2 separate regions of the Mus musculus genome follow, and region 1 is linked to region 2. A link is a contact called in public Micro-C data. All regions are on one chromosome and are shown on one strand. Each heading gives the region's core, a stretch centred on a gene start, on an enhancer-like site or on the middle of the called end of the contact. The rest is flanking DNA. Distances are from core to core; before and after follow the strand shown. Region 1 has its middle 71 kb from the start of Rragb. Region 2 holds the start of Klf8 (Kruppel-like factor 8).

Region 1 (2,700 bases), core at 106-2,605, 150 kb before region 2:
AAGCAACACAAGCCAAGAGTTCCCCTCAGATACAGCATAGCCAATTTGCAAAGACTCTCAGACAACCCAAGTTGCAAAAGGTACTCTGAGACCAGCCCAGCTGCCTTAAAAAAAAAAAAAAAAAAAAAAAAAAAGTAAAAACCAGTGGAGCTGCCTATAAGACTTTGAGGCTCCGGGAAAAGGACCCTTTCTAGTCTTTTGAACTGCCTACAGGCTGTGCAGTGTGCTCCATTCTTCCAGCTTTCACGAGTGGTCAGTCATTCATGCTGCACTTAGCTTTGTAGATGTAGCTCTCTTTGAGTCATTTCTGTTCGTAAAAGGAACCCCTCACCCATAATCCTCCTATAAGCAAGCCCAATAAAATTGACTGCTTACTAAGTTTTACTTTAGTAGTTAGTATCCATACTTTGGTCTGTCATGGGTTTCCTATCTGGAGTGGAGTAGATGTGTGTGTGTGTGTGTGTGTGTGTGTGTGTGTGTGTGTGTGTGTTGCTTGCATCTCCTCCTGGAGAAGTCTTGTTGCCCAATAGAAGCTGAGATGAATTTATACTTCAGATGGATTTTACTAGGAGGAAATAAATGATAATATCAAGGCCCCAAGCAACTGAATCTGAGAGTGTGCTTTCTGGTGGGAGGAAGAGCTTCATTAGGAGATAGCCACCGAAGATATACTGTTAACATCCTGAAAGAAAAGGTTCATCCCTCCGGGCATGGTGGTGCACACCTTTAGTCCCAGCATTTGGGAGGCAGAGGCAGGCGGATTTCTGAGTTCGAGGCCAGCCTGGTCTACAGAGTGATTTCCAGGACAGCCAGGGCTACACAGAGAAACCCTATCTCGAAAAACCAAAAAAGGAAAAAGAAAAAGAAAGAAAGAAAGGAAGGAAGAAAGGTAGGAAGGAAGGAAGGAAGGAAGAAAAGGACCTTCTTTCCCAAGGATTAGGAAAATTAACATAATTTTTTTAAAGGCGTCACCACCACGCCTGGCTTTTTCCTTTTCTTTTTTAAGTTTTATTTATTAGTATATGTAAGTACACTTCAGACACACCAGAAGAGGGCGTCAGATCTCATTACGGGTGGTTGTGAGCCACCATGTGGTTGTGGGATTTCCATGTGGTTGTGGGATTTCAACTCAGGAACTTCAGAAGAGCAGTTAGTGCTCTTAACCACTGAGCCATCTCCCCAGCCCCTACAATCAGCTTTTAAGGGGAAATACATTGACTTTTCATTTGCAAAAACAAAGGGAGTATCTTGTTCACTTAGGTTTTCGGTGGGAGGAGTTCCATACCTAGTTTGCATGCTAGAAGTCAGGAAGGTGCCTCCAGTTAAGAGAGAATTACAATTGGAGGTTGTTTTGGGTTTTAGCTGTGGGAAGGAAGAGTGACCTTGCCTGCAGCTGCAAGGAGTGGGAGGGAGAGAACTCAGGTCTGTCAGAGTGCAAGGTCACAGCAGACAGCAGGGATCAGGGCCTGGTTTCTGGGAGGGAGAGCAGCTCCAGACTTCTGGGAGAGAGATCAATTCCTCATGTTCAGTGACCATCAACAATAAAATTATTTTGGTGGCTACTTCATAACTGTATTTTTGTTACTGTTATCAATAATGTAAAAATCTGTGTTGCCCGATTATCTTTGATGACTCCTGTGAAAGAGCCCAAGGGATCGTGATCCACAGGTTAAGAACTACTGGGCTAGAGGTCTATAATATACTGGTAGTGACATAGAGAAGATCCTGTAGCTAAGACAGACAACTTTGAGCTGCAATCACATGGTTGGCTCAAAGATATGGTCTTCCATTTACTGCTTTACCTGGTTAGCTTATAAAACATTTAATGTCTCAGGGAACTACAAATTAATGGGACTGGTCATAATGTTGGAGCACAGTGTTTGTGCTCAGTAGGCTTTTGCTTTAGCTTTTACATTCTTCCAATGAGATCTTATCACACACCAGCCTCTCAGTAATTCCTCATTCCATTCTCCCTCAGAAGACATTCTTTTTTTTTTTTTTTTTTTTTTTTTCGAGACAGGGTTTCTCTGTATAGCCCTGGCTGTCCTGGAACTTACTTTGTAGACCAGACTGGCCTTGAACTCAGAAATCCGCCTGCCTCTGCCTCCCGAGTGCTGGGATTAAAGGCATTCTTGCTCTAACACATGCACCCCAGCCTCTGTGCTTCTTCGATGCAGCTCTCTCAGTGTGGCTTTTCTTACTTGTGTTTTTCTCACTGTCTTCTTGAAAAATCATGCCCTGTTGCTCTGAGGTGAAGTTTTGGCCAACTTTGGTTTTTGAAGAGGAATGGCTTTCCAATCCTTCATAGAGGGAAGTCAAGGCAGAAAGCTGGGGTAGAAACTGAAGCAGAGGCCATGGAGGAATGCTTCTTACTGGCATATAAGATTCCTCTCCAGGGCCACCTTCCCAAGGATGTCACTGGCCACAGTGGGCTGGGCCTTCCCATATCAATCTTTAACTAAGAAAATGCCCCCAGAGACATGCCCAAAGTCAATACAATGGATGCCATTTCTCAGTAGAGTCTCTCCCCAAGTGACTCTAGTTGACAAAACCTAAGTAGCACAGGTCTTGAACTTGATGTCCATGGGATGAGCAAGGAGTCTAGGGCCGCAGGGAACCTTAATGTCTCCTAAGAAGTGGTTGTTATCTTTGAAAGAACTCCCAGGCAGACAGAAGGAGCTTTGACACCTTTATGCTTTA
Region 2 (2,739 bases), core at 9-2,508:
TGACATTGCATTCCTGTAAACTCAGAACCAAGGAGGCTGAGGCAGGTGAGTGGTGAGTTTGAGGACAGTCTAAGCTGCATTAGCCTGAGCTCTATCATAAGATTACCTCCTATTTCAAACAAACAAAAAAACAACAAGAAGAAACATAAGCTGGGGATCCAACTGAGTGATAGAATGCTTGCTTAGAATACACTAGGCCCCGAATTCAATCTACATTACTCCCTGATGGGACATAAAAATATAGTGCTACCTGCTGTCTAGGGTTGTTATGAGGAATAAAGGAAAATTGAGGACTATAATGGTACCTGGCCTAGTGAACTGCCCATATGAGGTGCTGAAGACATGGAACCTATTATTTCTTTTGCTTGGCTGCTCCTTCTGTTCCTCCGCTTTGTTTCTCCTCTCTCTCTCTCTCTCTCTCTCTCTCTCTCTCAGAATTGTGGTAGGGAAGAGGCACTGGAAGGAGGCTGTGGTTGTCTGTGACTTCCTGGGTTTCCATTAAAATGAACTAGAGACAGACTTTAAGGCAAGGACAAGGAAATGCTGGAAAGATGGTGGCTTCTATTCTACGGACCCAGTTCTTCGGGGATGTTAGCCAATGCTTAGCTGAGAGGCGGTCTCAGGGGGTTGAGAACTCTATTCTTAGAGAGCTGGGAGACTCAGAAAGCCTTCCTGTTGCCAATCCGTGATCATTTCATCTTTACCTAGTTTCCTCTCACCTCCTATTGCTAGAAAATTCACCCAGCTCTTCTTTCCTCTTAAGCTTCATCCCTAAAAAGACACTGTGACCCCTCTGTCTTTGCTAGTGTCACATGTTGCCATGGAGAACTGGGAGGGTTAAAAAAATCCATTTACTGTTACCATCTTACTGGCACTCCCCATTCTGCTTCCCTTTCTCCCTAGAAATCTCTTACTCCCAATCACCACACCCTTCCCAACCTCCCTTGGAGTGCTTAAGTCTGGGTGGATAGTTGACCAAGTAGTGTGCCTGAAAACCCCTGCTGGGGACTAAGGATGCACCGAAAAGGCTTTCAGTCATACCTGCAGCTGCAGGAGGCCAACTGAGACGGCCGCCAGGGGCGAGACTGGCTCCTGGCTCCTAGGGCCCGCCCCACCCCCTCCTCTGTCCCTCCGCCTCTTCTGCCCCACCCATCTCTACCCCCTCCTACTCCACTCCCCTCTAGCGGCCACTTGTCCCTTTTAAGGAACTCCACCCTAGGTGGAGTCCTCATAGTCGCACCTCTCTTCTGGGCCTAGTCTGACACAGAAAGAGCTATGTACTCCATCTGCTCAGATTGCCTGGGGAGAGCACCAGGCTTTGACCCGCGGGTGCGGTATACCAGTGGGGCGGCCAGGTACCACCGAGAAGTCTCTCAGGCGCGGTCCTGCGGGAGTGCCTCCCACTCGCGTTGGAGTCCCTGCCCTGGGCCGGTGTTTTCCTATATGTTTCGACCAATCGTTGGCGTCTTTTCCTCCTTTCTTTTTAGGAAGGCGCCGGGTGTGCAGCACTAACCGCTGCGAGGAGGGGATCCTCTGGCGCTGTCTCCTTGTGGGTCTTCACTGACTCCCCCTCTCTCTCTCTCAACTTTGCGTTCAAGTCGTGATCTAAGGTTTGGGTGCTTTGCTGGGACCCCGCCCGTGCTCTCTAGGCGAGGGTTTGAGGAGTTCTGAGGTGGGTGGAGAATGGGCTTGGCCGGAACTGAATCGGTTGAGGTAAAAGGGGAACGCAGGAGCTTCAGCGCTGGCCACTTCGCCCCGGAGAAGCCGCTGTATTTTTAGCACAGGGAAGGCTGCAGTGGGAGGATTCTTTTTAGGAAGTCGGCTCCACCGCCCCGATTCGGGGCTTGGATGCTTGAAAGCTTTGTTTCCCTTGTTCTGAGGGTGGCCCAGCTGGGTCTAAATCGACTCCCTCCCTTTTTCGTTTTCCCTATCCTTTTCCAGCCTGGAGAAAACAGGGAGGTGGGGGACCAAGGAAGAGAAGGCTAAAGCGTGTTACCAGGCGCGCTGTCAGACATGGGCGGGTGCAAGGGGAACAGCTGCCTTGAGATCAGCTCTGGAGTATGAGTCTCTGAGAGGACTGCGTGAGCTCCGGACACTTCAGGAGTCGGCAGCGGCTGGAGGCATAGGCGGTAAGTGACTTGGGAAAGGACCACTCTTTCAGTCTTCAGTCAGGGTTCTAATCCCCGCACCCCGCGTGCCAACCGCACACACCCACTTGGCTTTGGGTTTTAGCAGTGAAGTGGGATGGGGGAGACGAGTAAGCGGAAGGGGGTAAGAACATTATGTGGAATCAAATTCAACTCAATGGAAAAAGACTTCCCTTAAGGATCGCGGAGACTAAGAGGAAGGGTACTTCAGGGGGGGCTTGTGGAAGAATTGAAAAGGGACACGAATGGATAGGTATGTCTAGTTCAGTCTGTCCTGTCTAGGTGCTCTCAACCCTCCTTAAGTGGTACGGTTTGTTTTAACCCTGTACATGCAAAGTCTCTGTGCGAGAGAAGAGGATTTGGAGGAGCACTGAACCCACTTACGTCACCCCCTCCCTTCCCCCAAGCAGTAGCAGGTACCTAGAGATGCTTCTAAAACGAGGGAGGAGGGGAAGGGAAGAGTTAAGTTGGGAGCCTGCCCTCTAGGTACTGATAGCAGATCCCTTCTGTGGAGGAGCTGCTTAGGACATGCCCCTCTTTAAGGGGGGGGGTCGTCCCCTTGGTTGGGGGAGGAAGCCAAAGCATAGCCCTG

What was found. Hi-C and Micro-C count contacts between places; a contact is called where the count stands out from the background.
Region 1: a Micro-C map of embryonic stem cells shows a contact between it and region 2, with 4 times the contacts expected there. The contact joins the enhancer-like site here to the promoter of Klf8 in region 2. A contact is called at or near these places in 1 of 39 promoter capture datasets (embryonic stem cells), 4 of 15 datasets of contacts at CTCF or cohesin (CD8 T cells, embryonic stem cells, large pre-B cells and 1 more), 41 of 484 Hi-C or Micro-C datasets (the AML12 cell line, the Ba/F3 cell line, the HL-1 cell line and 11 more), 18 of 115 datasets of contacts at active chromatin or transcription factors (the 230-238 cell line, a beta-TC-6 cell line, bone marrow-derived dendritic cells and 4 more) and 4 of 9 other capture datasets (adipose tissue, embryonic stem cells, macrophages and 1 more).

Annotation. Positions count from the first base shown.
Region 1 is chrX:153,209,981-153,212,680 of GRCm38.p6, forward strand. No RefSeq gene overlaps it. Among named protein-coding and RNA genes, the nearest start is that of Rragb, 71 kb to the left of the region's middle. Within about 2 kb of position 1,356, at least 11 of the 459 cell types and tissues checked have an H3K27ac peak or open chromatin away from gene starts, as enhancers often do. A contact at or near this core is called in embryonic stem cells and induced pluripotent stem cells, where this site is marked.
Region 2 is chrX:153,358,355-153,361,093 of GRCm38.p6, forward strand. It overlaps Klf8 (Kruppel-like factor 8), which reads left to right and starts at 1,259. Exons shown (of 8, transcript NM_001357183.1): 1 at 1,259-1,355; 2 at 1,488-1,610; 3 at 1,942-2,129.